Regions from separate parts of the Sus scrofa genome. Here region 1 is linked to region 2. Evidence: chromatin contacts called from public Hi-C data. All regions are on one chromosome and are shown on one strand. Each heading gives the region's core, a stretch centred on a gene start, on an enhancer-like site or on the middle of the called end of the contact. The rest is flanking DNA. Distances are from core to core; before and after follow the strand shown.

Region 1 (7,433 bases), core at 4,855-7,354, 81 kb after region 2:
TAGAAAGAGAACTGCCATAGGATCCAGTAATTCCACTTTTGAGTGCATTTCCAAAGAAATGAAATCCATATCTTAAAAAGATGCCTAAGCTCCCATGTTCATTGCAGCAGTATGCACAATAGCCAAGATTTGAAAACAAATAAGTGGCTGTTGACAGATAAATGACAATGGAAATTGCATAAATATACATGTACAAATTAACCTGTAGCTAACTTGCACAGGAGAGAAATTTTGTCATTAAGCCGCTACAATTGTGGAGGTTGTTTGTTGCAGAAGCAAAACCTAATCTATCCTGACTAATCCAGTATGACAGTGATATTTTTGAAGCCACCCATGCTACAGCTTGGTTCTTCTTGTCACTATAGAATTCTCGTTATAGAAACTGTCATTTTAATTAAAATCATAAATCTTGTATTTACTTGGACGAGGTGGGGGCTAGTACTTTGGTTTTCAGCAAACCGAAGGTAGGAATAATAACTCCTTATATTTGATGTAAGACTGTACCCCTGAGCCTTATTAATCCATTCACGGACCCTAGATGCTCCTGTGAGCTGGCCCGGGCCTCTGACTACCTCTAGGATGCATATCTATTACTGAGGTAGCTGAAACACTTGCTCTTTCCTGCTCAGTGAATGCAATCAGCATAGTGTCATCCATGTATGAATCCGGGTGATAATGCTTACAATTACTACAGAGTTCTCCTCCTTCAGAGTTGAGATCTGACCCTAGTTCTACGGGTAACCTTAGCAAGATGCTTCCCCAGACTGGACTTCAGGTAGGACTGGATGAGTCTTTAGTGGTTATTCCAACTTTGCCTGCATGGAAGCGCGTCCCCTGCTGGGGGGATGATGGAAACAGGAAGTAAACATTGCAGGAACCAGGCTGGTCCAGGACCAAGGAATCTGGATTTTAATAGGACAAGGGAAAGACCCGGAAGACAGCCTGTACCTGCCCCCGGTCACTCTTTTCTAAATCCTGTTCTTTACCAAGAGGCTCTCCTTTTTCAGTTTCATCCCTTTTTCCCGAGCTCCCTGAAGACCTCCAGGATTTCCTGCCCTCTCATATCATGGCCTGTTCACAGGAGAGCTGACCACAGGATACATGATAGGAAAGGCTGCTGAGGCTGGGACCCCACTGCTCCCAGTCCTGCTTCCCAGTGGTGGAATGTTGGGCACCAGTGACGAGCCAGCAGGAAGAGTTTTTTTTTTTTTTTTTAATTTATTTTTTGGCTGTGCACAGGCATATGGAAGTTCCCGGGGCAGGGATCGAACCCAAGCCACAGCAGTGACAATGTTGATTCCTTAACCACTAGGCCACCATCAAACTCCGGCAGGATGGTTTTGAACAGTAGGTTTCTTCCCAAGTCGTCTTAAGTTCCACCTAAACGTGGTTGACTTTCCTCTTTGGATTCACGTCCCTTAAGCATTTGTGTATGGGGAGTCTGGTGGAGGACCCCTAAGACGCTATGTTGCATGTGGCTCCTCTGCCCAAAGAAATATGTGTCCCCAAGAGCAGAGGCCTAATGCCAGATGCCAGCCAGGGCGGTGCTGCCCTTTGAGAGATCAGATGGCTGTCAACGCGGAGGTTCTAATTTTGTGAGATTAGCACACACCCTCTGAGGAAAAGCAGCTTTTTGCTTGCTTATTCCTCTGTAGTCTTGGCGTCTTATCTTTTTGTCCTAGTCATTAATTTTACTCTCTCATGCCTTTGATGCTTTTAAGCATTTGTTTAAATGCAGGTTTTCTCGTTGTTATCAGCAGCAGTAGGGTTGATTCAAATAAACAATCTGGCCATTACTTAGGAACAGGTCCTTATTTACTTTATTAGTTGTCCTTTCATCACTGAATGCCCCCTCACGTACCAGCTGTGGGAAAGCAGAAACCTATTCTTTATTTCTCAGCCCTATCAAAGCACCCAGCGAAGTGTTCTTTTACCAAAGCTCTCTCTGGCAGTCCTGAAGTAGAACTAGCCCGTGTGTGTGTGTGTGTGTGTGTGTGTGTGTGTGTGTGTGTGTGGTGAGAGAGAGAGAGAGAGAGAGAGAGAGAGAGAGAACTTGTGTTTCCTCTGCAGGTTGTTAATGAACTTTAAATTTTTTTTGTTTTTGTTTTTTTAGGGCTGCACCCGAGGCATGTGGAAGTTTCCAGGCTAGGGTTGAGTTGGAGCTGTAGCTGCCGGCCTATGCCAGAGCCACAACCACGCCAGATCCGAACCGCATCTGCAACCTACACCCCAGCTCACGGCAACGCCAGATCCTTAACCCACTGAGCAATTCCAGGGGTCAAATCTGCATCGTCATGGATGCTAGTCAGATTCATTTCAGTTGTGCCATGACAGGAATTCCAATGAACTTGTAATTTTTGACTTATTTTAGATTTACAGAAAAGTCACAAAGACTGAGTTCCTGTATACCCAGTTCCCCCAACCTGTAAATTCTTACTTAGCCATGGCATATTGGTCACGCTAAGAAGTCAACACTGTTATGATATTATTTATTTTTCCTTTTATATGGCTGCACCTGTTGCATAAGGAAGTTCCCAGGCTAGAGGTCAAGCTGGAGCTGCAGCTGCTGTCCTGCAAGACAGGCCCAGCAACACGGGATCCAAGCTGCATCTGCAAGCTACACTGCAGCTTGCAGCAAAACCAGATCCCTAACCCAATGAGTGAGAACAGGGATCAAACCCGCATTGTCATGGGCACTATGTCAGGTTCTTAACCCACTGAGCCACAATGGGAACTCCTGTTATATTACCATGAACAGAACTCCAGACTTTATTCAAAATTCCATAGTTCTTTAAAAAAGTGAGTTGCTATATTTAAAAACGAAGAGATTTTTCATCTTTACCTAGAAAACTAGAAGAGTCAGCGACATTGGTGTATGACACACTGGCCACAACTGGCTGAGACCAAATGACAAAACAACGATAACCATAAAACCAGTCAGCATTTATCAAGCACTTATTATGCGCCAAGCACCGTTCTAAGTGACTCACAGGTATTAAGGCCTTTCCCCCTCACTCTAAGGCCATAGGCGCTGCTGGTATCGCTCCTGTTTTGCAGAAGAGGAAACCGAGGCACTGAGAGGTTAAACAGCGGCCCAGCCGGCTGGGGTGTGGGCAAGCAGGGTCCTGGGCAAGCAGGGTCCTGGGCAAGCAGTTCTGTGCTCCCGACACCTTGAGTCCCGCCTCCTGCCCCTTTCAGGCTGCTGTCCTCCCTCTGCCTTTTTCATGCATTTCTTTCCAGGTCTCTGCGGACATTTGTAGTCAGAATGCATCTTTTGTTGGCAACTGTCCCAGGCAGCCCTTCACAGTTCATACATCCAGCCCTTCACAGTTTATAAAGCACACGTGTATCACGGACCCCACCTGACTCCCAGCACTGAGGCTACTCTATGCCCAAAGGGCTTCTTTTGTGGCCGAGGGGCTGGGGTATGGAAGAGCAGACACTGGAATAATTGCAGTTAGAGTTTTGGGGGTGCCCCAAAGTCCCACCCCCTCCACTTAGTCAGGGGGTAGGGGTGCCGCCCATCTCCCTGCTGCAGACTGGCCAGCCTCTGTGCCGGGAGAATCTTCCCAGGCAGCCTTCTTCCAAGACCCTCCTGGGCCACAGGAAGTGGTGGCCCTGCAAGGGGAGGGACAGGCCTGCATGCAGTCACAGGAAGTGTCCCTTCACCCCAAATGATCTCCATTCTGCACAAAATCACCTCTGCTCACTGGACAGAGATGGGTCGACTCTGTTGCTCCTCTCTTTTTGGACAATGGTGTTGCCTGGGCAACACCAGCACTGGCTCAAGGAGGTTCACAGCAGCCCAGGGTCCCTTGTCACACTTTGTCCCAGGTCTTCTGCACCCTGGTCATCTTTTCAGACTTTCTGGGCCCAGAACTAGGCTGGCAATAAAAAGGGGCTTTCAGACGGCTCTTTTTAAATTCTTATTAATCTATCCTCAAACTGGGGGCACCGCAGACGTAAGAAACATATCAGAGAGCTAAGAAGTCACTTTCGGCTGAACTGAAATTGTGTCGTGGGCTATATATGAATCCCAGTTTTTCTGTTCTTGCTGTGTCCTTTTGTCACAAAGAGCTCTGTGAACTGGCCATTTCTGGCAGCATTTATTCCTGGCTTCCCTGTGAGGCAGATAGAAGTGGCCAGTAAATAATCTAGTTTCCCCAAAGCTGGAGACTGAGGCCCCCTCGGTATGGCCACTCAGTCAGTGGATGGGTGAAAGGGAGGCTGGGTATAGAGATTACCAAACACATTCTCCTGGTGCAGCTGTTTGCTTTATAGGGTATCACTGAGGCCTGTTTTGGTTTCTTTCAAAGCAGCACTGTAGGATCACGAGTTCTTTTAATTTTTGCTCTTTAGGGCCACACCCGCAGCATATGGAGGTTCCCAGGCTAGGGGTTGAATCGGATCTGCAGCTGCTAGCCTAGGCCACAGCCATAGCAACGTGGGATCCGAGCCACATCTGCAACCTACACCACAGCTCAAGGCAATGCTGTATCCCTGACCCACTGAGTGAGTCCGGGGATCAAACTTGCATTCTCATGGATATTAGGTGGATTCCTTTCCACTGAGCCCCAACAGGAACTCCCCCAAGGTCTTTTCGTAGGCCATCTGTTCTGCCTGTTCTGCTAGGAATGTGCTGGCTGGTGGTTTTATGCCTGTTCCTTCCTATCTAGGTTGTATGGGAAAATATCTATTAGAATTGGGAGTTGATGATTGGAAATTTCTGGGGTAAAGAATGGACTAGTACCGAGCACAGGGAGGGCTGTTCAGGACAACTGGTCCCACTTAATTACAGAGTGTGGAGTGAGTCCAAGAGAGTGTTGTAAGAAGTTTAAAGGAAACATTCAACAGCGTGGGCTCAGCCCTTCATTACATGGCTGGTGATGCAACTGGATGGCTCTGCTGGCTTGTGAGATGAAGCATGAAGAAAACCACTAAATAATGAAGACAGCCATGAACAAAGGCAGAGTAGAAGCAAAAGGTCATGTGTGAAAGGGAAAGATTAGAGAGACAGACAGGATGGTACCTCCTATTGTCTGCAAGCCCGTCTCTCCACCATGTTGAAAATCTTGGCTCTGGGGACAATGTCCCTGGAGGAGCAGGGGTTCTGTGTTTTAAACTAATATTTAAAAGGCCTTTGATTCTTCACTCAGAATGTGGGGTGACCAGGGATTGTAGCTACCAACCCAGTCAGATTGGGCATCTAAAATTTTCAGCCTTGAGGAGGTGAGGTCTTTGGCAAGAAGACATCAATGAGAGTCCAGTGAGGGGTTGCTATGGATGCTTCTAGCTCTACAGGAAAGAATCAGAAAGGTTAATAGGACCCCTGCCTCAGCCAGCAGGAGACTAACCACAATGCCACACAAGCACAGTTCAGCTCTGCCAGGAGGAAGGCTTCTTCCATGTTTGCCTGGCTGGAGTTCCCTCAGGGCTCCCTGGGTTGGCGCTTTTCTGACTTTGTCATCCGGTCCCCCCAGGCTGCAGGGGGTGGAGGGTGCCTCTCCCTGGGTTCTGGAGCCTGGTGGGGCTCCAGAAGTATGGATTCCTTTGAAAATTTGGCAAACTTTACCTTTTGCTCCATAAGAAATCAGTGTTTGTTTTGACACGAAAACAAAGTTTTAATGAGTTACTCTTGAGTAAACGGAGGATCTGCTTATCTCAGGGCTGGTTTAGGGCTTGGCACACACTGTGGGCCATAAGCCAAGCACATTGATTTTCTGTCAGGGTGCAACACCTCCCTCCACTCCACGCCCCACCACCACATCCCCCAGAGAATCCTTGGTTACATATTCATGAAATAAATATGTAATTACAAGTTGCTGTAATAAGCGCTGAGAATTGATGAGATAAGAGGGATGGGGGTATTTTTCTGAATTCCTGGTTTTGAAGAGTTTTTCGTAAAGACATTCTTGACTGTGAAACCTTGTCCTCCATTAAAACCCTGGCACCACTGCTGTCTACTTGGCACCAGTATGAATGCCACTTCCCGACATCTGGGCTGCCATGTGGTCTTTGCAGCTGACCCCCCACCCCCACCCCACTCCTGTGCTCTGAAGCAGCTTGTTGAAACTCTAGCACCCTCCTCCAGCCTGCTCCCAATCTGCCTGCTTGGTCCTAGCAGTCAAGGTCACCCACTACACCCCTGAACATCTGAGATGATTGGACGGGATCAACTCCTTTTCCATCCTCGTTCTTCCTAATGTCACCGTACTCTTCCTTCTGGAACGTGGAATGCAGTCGCTTCTGGGCTGTGTTCCTTCAGCTTTCCTGTCTCCTTATTTATTTCACTTTCTCATTTAGACGCGCCCATGACTTTCACCTCATTATAGAAACATCTACCTCCAGTTGCGGTATGAACAGTAAAAGCCAATAAGAGGCTCCTCCCCCAGCACAAGACCGTAGCTCTGCCATCCACACGGGTGAGAACTTTGTGAATTACCACACCTTAACTCACTCATTTCATTTTCCAGCAACGATTGAGGGCCCGCCCTGTGCTAGGGGCTGGAGATTCAGAAATCAGTGATGCATTTGTCCTTCCCACCCGGATGGGGCTTAGAGTCTATGGGGGAGACAGGTGAGCAAAAACAATCATGAAATAAATATGTAATTACAAGTTGCTGCAATAAGCACTATGAAATAAAATACTGAGTGTTCTGAGAATTTAACAGGGTGTGGTTTAGATTTGGGAGGCTCACCCAAAGCATTCTTTTTAATAAAACAGATTCTGCCTGGGTCAACTGGAGACCTGAAATCTAATGTAAAACATGATAATATAATAAACAAGGGTGAGAGTCTCTCATTAAAAACTGATCTTATGGGAGTTCCCTGGTGGTCTAGTGGTTAGGACTTGGCCCTTTCACTGCTGTGGCCTGGGAACTGAGATCCTACATCAAACCACTGCATGCTGTGGCCATCCCTCCCACCCCCCCCCCAAAAAAAAACCCAGAAAAATAAACCCCAAACCTGATTCTATGATTAAAAGCTATTTTATTTATTTTTATTAATTTTTAAGGTTTTGTTTTTATTTTTTGGCCATATTTGCATCATGAGAAAGTTCCCAGGCCAGGGATTTGAATCTGCACCACAGCAACAACCCAAGCCATGGTCAGGAAAACACCAGATCCTTAACCTGCTGAGCCACCAGGAAATGCCTATTAAAATTTGTTTTAATACAATTTCTGTGTATTCCCCCATTAGTATGAGTTTGTATGTAGAGTTGCTAAGCTTGTTAATTACTGTGGTCCTAGTCCCTTCTTTAAGTAGTCGATATATATTCAAAGTTTGGAGAGGTTGTTCCCATTGTGGCACAGCAGAAATGAATCCGACTGATATCCATGAGGATACGGGCTCTATCCCTGGCCTCGCTCAGTGGGTCAGGGATCTGGCATTGCTGTGAACTGTGGTGTAGGTCGCAGATGAAGTTGGGTTCC
Region 2 (7,502 bases), core at 4,604-7,103:
CCTAGCCAAGTGCCTGACTCACAGGCAGGACTTGACCAATATTTGTGGACCATGAGCGAGTCAGACTGTTCATGGTCACATGTTTGGGCCTTGAACCAACCTGCAAAAGCTTGGGCAACTTGCTCTTCTGGGTGTCTTTTTTTTTTTTTTTTTTTTTTGTCTTTTTAGGGCTGCACCTGCAGCACATGGAGGTTCCCAGGCTAGGGGTCGAATCGGAGCTACAGCTGCCAATCTACACCACAGCCACAGCAATGTGGGATCTGAGCCGTGTCTGCAACCTACACCACAGCTCATGGCAATGCCGGATCCTTCACCCACTGAGTGAGGCCAGGGATTGAACCTGTGTCCTCATGGATGCTAGTCGGGTTTGTTAACCCCTGAGCCACAATGGGAACTCCCGGGTATCATTTTGATCCTCAGTAAGGATGATATAAATTCCACTTTGCTCATAGGATCATTGGCAAATATGGAGACTCAGACGTGCATGTGATTTGTAGGCTCGAAGGCTTTGCCCGAGAGTCTGCCCTGGGTTTTGATGGCTCTTAGTATCCTTGGCAATAGTAGATGAGGCCTTGTCGGGATGGGGTGGGTGAGTGGTACCTTTAAAGAAGATATAGTTGATCAGGATGAGCATGGCTGAGCTATCCTGCTCCAAGAACAAGTCCACAATTTTTCCTTGTGTCTTATTCTTGATATACTCATTAATTTGTCTGCTGGCTCCTGCCCAGTCCTGGAAATCGGCAGCCAAGGCTTCCAACCCGTAGTAGTGCTTGGAGCCTGTGGAGAAGGACTCCAGAAGCTCCAGACTGCGGTCGAGGAACAAGGCATTGCCCATGGTCATTTCTGAGGTGATGTTTGACCCCTTGAGGAGAGAGTGGAGATGCTGGAAGTCCTGATGGATCTCAGCTTCGGGGGTCTCAGTGAGGTTGAAGCCTAGGCCTTGGAGAAGCTGCTCCCGTGTGTAGCCACTGGCACCTAGTGACAGCATAGCCAAGGCTGTGGAGATGCTCACAGGGGAGAGGAAGACGTCCTTGCCAGGAGCTGAGGCCACCAGGTGCTTATACAGGGCAAAGGCAAAGTCCACGTTGTTTGGAGCCAAGTTCCGGTGACGGCTCCTTGTGCTCAAGTCACTGTCAGGGTCCTTAGCCTGGCTGGTCCAGAGCCCGCTGGTCGACAGCCAGAGGAGACAGGCATACAGGGTGAGCAGCATTGTCCGGGACGGCCAGGCCCTGCAAAATCAGAAGTGCTCACTGGGTGATGAGGGGAGGCGTGGTGGAGTGGTCGGCACAAGACCCTACGCGAGACTCCGCTCAAGCCCCAGTTCCTTCCTGCACGTCGGCTGAGTGACCCGGGGCAAGTCAGGACCCTGGGCCTCAATTTCCTCATCTGAAAGTATGAATTATACCTGCTGAGATTTAGCAATTACCTACCAGGTGTCCGATCTTTCCCCTCAACAATGATAAAGTAGATATTATTATTCTCATTTTAGGTAGGCAGAAATGGAAGCTCAGAAAGGTTAAATATCCACCCGGTTGATACAGTCAAAGTGCTGAAAGAAAAAACTATCAACCAAGAACCCCGTATGGGCAAAACTGCTCTTTAAAAGTGAGGCAGAAATTAAGACAAACTCCCAGATAAGCAAAAGCCAAGGGAGTTCCTTACCACTAGACTTTTACATTCTGTGTTTATGGACTGTAGGATTTAATGTTTTTAAGATGTAAAAACTACCCAAATAAATCTACAGTTTTTTTTTTTTCTTTTTTCAGGGCCACTCTGGTGGCACATGGAAGTTCTCAGGCTAGGGGTCTAATCGGAGCTGCAGCTGCCAGCTTATGCCACAGCCACAGCAGTCTAAGATTCAAGCTGCATCTGCAACCTACACCACAGCTCACGGCAACGCTGGATCCTTAACCCACTGAGTGAGGCTAGGGGTCGAACCTGCATCCTCATGGATACTAGTCAGGTTTGTTACCCCTGAGACATGATGGAAACTCCTCAGTGCAATTCTCATCAAAATCCCATGACGTATTTGCAGAAATAGAAAAATCCATGCTAACATTCCTACAGGATCTAAAGGGACCTCAAATAGCCAAACAGTAAGTTTACGTGAAAGCTATATAAGAACAAAGCTGGAGGTCTCACATTTCCTGATTTCCAAATTTGCCATGAAGCTACAATAATCAAAATGTGGTATTGGCATAAAGGCATGAAACAGAATAGAGAGACCAGAAATAAACCCATGCATACATGGTCAAGTGGTTTTTGGCAAGGGTGCCAAGACCCTTCAATGGGGAAATGGCGCTGGGAGACTGGATATCTACATGCGAAAGAATGAAGTTGAACTTTACTGTGTGGCATATATAAGAATTAACTCAAAATGGATCAGGGGCCTAAATGTTAGGGCTAAATAAAACTCAGATGAAAACATAGAAGAAAAGCCTGATGACATTGGATTTGGCAAATTATTTCTTGGACCTAACACTAAAGGCACAGGCATCAGAGGAAAGATTAGACAAATTGGACTTCCCCAAAATGAAAGACTCTGTTCATCAAAGGTTACTATGATAGAGTAAAAAGGCAACACACAGAATATTTACAAATCACACTTCTGATAAAAGTTTACTATCAGAATATACAAAGAACCTCTATAGAGAACTCCTAAAACTCAAGTGCAAAAATCCAAAAAACAATCCAACTCAAAAAATGGGCAAAGTCGGAGTTCCCATTGTGGCTCAGTGGAAATGAGCCCAAACAGTATCCTCGTGGCTTGGATCTGGCTTGGCTGTGGCTGTGGCATAGGCTGGAAGCTGTAGCTCCAATTTGATCCCTAATCTGGGAATCTGAATATGCTGCACCTGTGGTCCTTGAAAAAAAATGGGCAAAGGACTTGAATATATATTTCTTTAAAGAAATATATGGATGAAGTATACAAATGGCTAGTAAGCACATGAAAAGATTCTCAGTAAGCATTAGAGACGTATCAAAATCACAGTGAACTATACAACTCATACCTATTAGGATGGCTATTACAAAAAATGAAAAAAAAACCACAAAAAAAAATCAGAAAACCAGTGTTGACATGGATGTGGAAAATTTGGAAAACGTCTACATTGCTGGTGGGACTGTTCAGGGGACAGTTCCTTAATACATTAAACATAGAATTGATCCAGCAATTCCATTTCTGAGGATGAATACAAAAGAACCGGGAGCAGGGACTCCAACAGATCTTTATAGCCACCAGTGTTCATGACAGCGTCATTCACAATCGCCCCCAAAATGGTCTCAAACCAAATGTCCATCAATGAATGAAGGACAAATTAATTATAAACCATTATAAATGTTTGGAAGGAGCAATTTTAAAAAATGCAGCCCAGGTCAATGGTCCCAAACCCTGTGCTTTTGGAACCCAATAAAGAAGAAATGCTTCTAGGAGAAGCAAGTACCCGGTGCCACTCCACCTATGGGACTAGCCATGCTGGAGGGGGCTGGGCATCCACAGTGAAACCAGTCCCGCTGGTTAGTGTGTGAGCACCAGTGAACCACTGGTCTGCTCTGAACCCCCCAAGGCCCTTTCCCTGGCCAGATCCCAACCCAGAACCTCACAAGAGACAGGTGCAAACATCCTCCCGACCTTCCAGAGCCCTCCTCCAACCCTCCCCACTTGTCTTCCTCCACGTGGTGGAAAAACAACTCCTGCCTCTTGGCTTTGATAACAGCCCAGCTGCCCTGCTCCCTTCCTCCCCAGCTGCCTGGCTTTACAGACAGTGCTCCATTTTCCAGGGTTTTGTGGCAGACCAAGTTGCATTAGGATCTCAGCATTGCTATTTATGACCTAGGTGACATGAATGCAGTGTTTAAACTCTGCCTATTTCCTCGATATAAAATGGCGTTGATAACAATACCCACCCCTTGCCAGACCCATTTTACCTTCTAAATTGCTGATGTTTGTCTTCTCCAGTCTTGGGAACCAGCCCAAGTTCAAGGCTCAGCATCTCTCCCCATCATCCCCACTTGATCTCTTTGCCTCCTGCCACCTCTCACCAGCCTCTCTCTCCCCTTTGCAGCCAGGGGCATCTTTCCAAAATCAAGCGGCTGGGCTGTTCTCCTGCTGAAAAGCTCTCAGTGGACCTCATTTCTCCCAGGCAGGGCTGATCTTCACTCATGGAGCCCAGGGGGCCTCATGCCTCTGTCCCTGGTGACGGCCCACCCCCAGCCTCAAACTTGGTCCCTTGAAATCTCAGCCCCAGCAGTGCTACGTGTCTCATGGTGTCCTGGCAGCACACACCAGACTTTTATCTCTCTGCCCGGGTCAGGCCAGGGAAGTCATTCCATTCCCCAATGTTTGCGGAGCTGGCTCTGGCCTGAGAGCTGGGGACAAAGATGGACCTGTCCCAGTCCTGCCCCATGTGGCTCCACTCCACTGGCCCATCCCCTCCCTGCCATGCCTAGCTTGCTCCCTCTTGTCCTTTGGCATGCAGGTCTTGAGTCACCTCCTCTAGGAAGTCCTCCCTCTGTGCTCCTTTCTGACGCTGCCCTTGGGAGATTGCAGTGAAATCTTTGCTTCAGCCCTGGTCCCTCCACACCTGTCTTTGGTCACTTCCTAGGCAAGGACCCCATGCAGTTTAAAGTCTGGAATGGTGGGCTTGCCCCCAATAGTAGCTCCTTTCCCTTCCCTTCTCTTCCTGCTGTCTCCGAGATTTCGTGCCTCATCCGCTCCCACGTTAATCTTCCAAGATGGGAATTAAAACTCTACCCGCCTCACGAGGTTGTGATGATCAGTCACAGCCGTTATCAGTGCTTTCTCTCTCTCTCTCTCTCTTTTTTTTTTTTGGCCATGTCCATGGCATGCAGGAGTTCCCAGGTCAGGGATCCAACCCATGCCACAGCAGTGACCCTAGCAGCAGCAGTGACAAAACCAGATCCTTACCTTCTAGGCTACCAGAGAACTCTCATCAGTGCTTGCTTGGTTTCTTTCTTTCTTTTGTTTTTTTTTTTGTCTTTTTAGGGCCACACCCATGGCATATGGAGGTTCCCAGGCTAGGGGTCGAATCAGAGCTGTAGCCACAGCCACAGCAACACCAGATCTGAGCTGCATCTGCGACCTACACCACAGCTCATGGCAACACTAGATCCTTAACCCACTGGGCGAGGCCAGGGATCGAACCCGCAACCTCATGGTTCCTAGTCGGATTCGTTTCTCCTGCGGTGCAACAGGAACTCCCGTCCCTCGTTTCTGAAGTCACGCATTCAAGAAATACCTGCTATGTTCTCTGTTTTTCCAAATGCCCCCTGTAAGCCAGGTACAGTCCTAGGCACATTTAAATCTCATACCATGTGCTGTAATGCTGGTAGTTCCATTCTAGCTGCGGGATCTTTGCCCCAGGTCCCCAGGTGTATGCAACTCTGTAGGAAGCAGTCTGTGCTACGCCAGCTGGGCACTGCCATCCCCTACCTGTGTCCCCCCAGTAGGGGCGCTGTGTTGCGCTGATCCACCCCAGCTCTCAGGCTGTTTGGCTGGGCTCAGGAGCATCGCGTGATGGATGGGAATGGCTCTTAGTTCAGTGTCAACCCCTACAAGGTAGGATCCCAGGAGAAATCAAAATGCCTGGGAGTGACCCACAGACTCTGGAAAACCCTCCCCAGGGTTGCTCCTATCCCTGCTGGTTGCCCTAATGCTCGATGCCCCATTTAAAAAAAAAAAAAAATGAGCAAGATGCAGTCATGGTTTCGTTTTGGAGGCTGGGCTGGAGCGGGAGGGATGGGGAGTTGTCAGCTGTTACTCACGGTCTGCAGTGGGTTCCGGCTGTAACTGCTGCCTTGGTCCAGCTGCCCTGGATCCTATCATGTGTACAGTAAGTCTGCGGGGCCGCTGCCGCTAAATCTTGTTTGCCAGCTTCCCTGCTGGTTAATGGTTAGAGGGGGGCCAGTGGCCTTCACCATTTGGTGGTCCCCTCCCCCCAGTCATTAACCAATGGGAAGCTTTCCCAGGAAATTTGAGTAAACACAGCAATACTGTGATTTAACTTTCTTCTGTATACAATTCCCTGACATTTTAGTTTTTAATATCAAAATGTGGCTGGAGTTGCGTCAATGTTTGTGGTTGCCCCATGGCACCTGGCACAGAAGTCACAGGTGCCCTGAATTAGCATGATGGTGCTGATAACTTGTGAAGAACCAGGCGCTGAGCTTGGGCTGGGAATGAGTTCAGCAAAGTCCTGCCTTGGAGGGAGCAATGGTCTAGTGGGAAAGACAGTCATGGTATAATTTAATCTCCACGATGACGCTAAATGGATACTATTATTATTATTACTCTTCTTTAAACGAAACTGAGACACATGAAACTTAAGCTTGAGATTCATATCTAAGGCCATCTAAAGTGTAGCAACCTCAGAGTTCCCGTCGTAGTTCAGTGGTTAACGAATCCAACTAGGAACCATGAGGTGGCAGGTTTGATCCCTGCCCTATGCTCAGTGGGTTAAGGATCTGGTGTTGCTGTGCAACGTCTAGCAACTTCTCTCTTCCTCACATTTTCATTCATCAGTTCTCTTTCGATTGCAGGTGACAAGAGACCAAACTCAAACTACTTTAAAAAAAAAAAATTTATTGGGTTTCCCTGATGGAGAGTTCTGAAGAGTGGAGAATGCTTCAGGCCTGGTTGGATCCAGGGGACAAAATCTTGTCAGTAAATCTCTGTCTCTCTGTCTCTCGCTCTTTTTTTTTTTTTCCTCCTTGTAAATTCTTTCTTAACTCTGCTTTCTTATGGTTTCCTTCTTTGGTCTCTCTGTGGTGGGGACAAAGGTGGCCACTGCAGCTCCAGGTTATTTGGTTCTAACTTGTTATTTGATATCGGAAGGAGAGAGACTCACTTTTTTTCAGTGTTCATATCAGTCCCTCAAAGGATAGGATTGCCCATTCTTGGACTGATACAGTATGCAGAAGAATAGGGCCTTGTGAATGGCCAGCCAGGGTCTTGTGCCCCCTGCTGGGTTGATAATGCCATTAAGACTTTCTAGGGGCGAGGGAAGATATTTTCATGAGAGTCACAACTGTGTTTAGAGTTTTGGGGGAATTTCAGTTTTATTAATATTTATTGGTCTTTTCAAGATTTTTTTTTAAATTCCTTAAGTCACTTTTAGAATTTATATCTAGGAATTTACTAATTTTCAAATCTCTGTCATATAAGTAATTATTTTAAGTTTTCTTGGTTCTATTTTTATTTACGTATTTCTTCTCCCCCCCCATTAGTCTTGTTAGGGAGATCTGTCCAGCTAATTAATCTTTTAAAGGATCGGCTTTAGTTTTATTCATCCTTATTATTTGAAAAAAATCTGTATTTCACTGATTTCTGTCTTTTGTATGTTACATCTTTTCACATTCTCCAAATTTTCTTCTGTTTACTCTTTTACTGTTTTCTTGAGTTAAATGCTTTACCTTCTGGCTTTTTAGCATTTCTGGAATCCATATAAATGTATTCAAAGTTTTCATCTAAATATTAACTATGT

The links. Hi-C and Micro-C count contacts between places; a contact is called where the count stands out from the background.
Region 1: a Hi-C map of liver shows a contact between it and region 2, with 8 times the contacts expected there. The contact joins the enhancer-like site here to the promoter of SERPINA6 in region 2. A contact is called at or near these places in 1 of 5 promoter capture datasets (liver) and 7 of 47 Hi-C or Micro-C datasets (embryonic fibroblasts, liver and skeletal muscle).

Annotation. Positions count from the first base shown.
Region 1 is chr7:115,629,112-115,636,544 of Sscrofa11.1, forward strand. No RefSeq gene overlaps it. Among named protein-coding and RNA genes, the nearest start is that of SERPINA1, 16 kb to the left of the region's middle. Within about 2 kb of position 6,105, at least 7 of the 83 cell types and tissues checked have an H3K27ac peak or open chromatin away from gene starts, as enhancers often do. A contact at or near this core is called in liver, where this site is marked.
Region 2 is chr7:115,548,683-115,556,184 of Sscrofa11.1, forward strand. SERPINA6 (serpin family A member 6) reads right to left here and starts at 5,854. Exons shown (of 5, transcript NM_213812.1): 1 at 5,785-5,854; 2 at 601-1,229. The coding sequence starts at 1,210.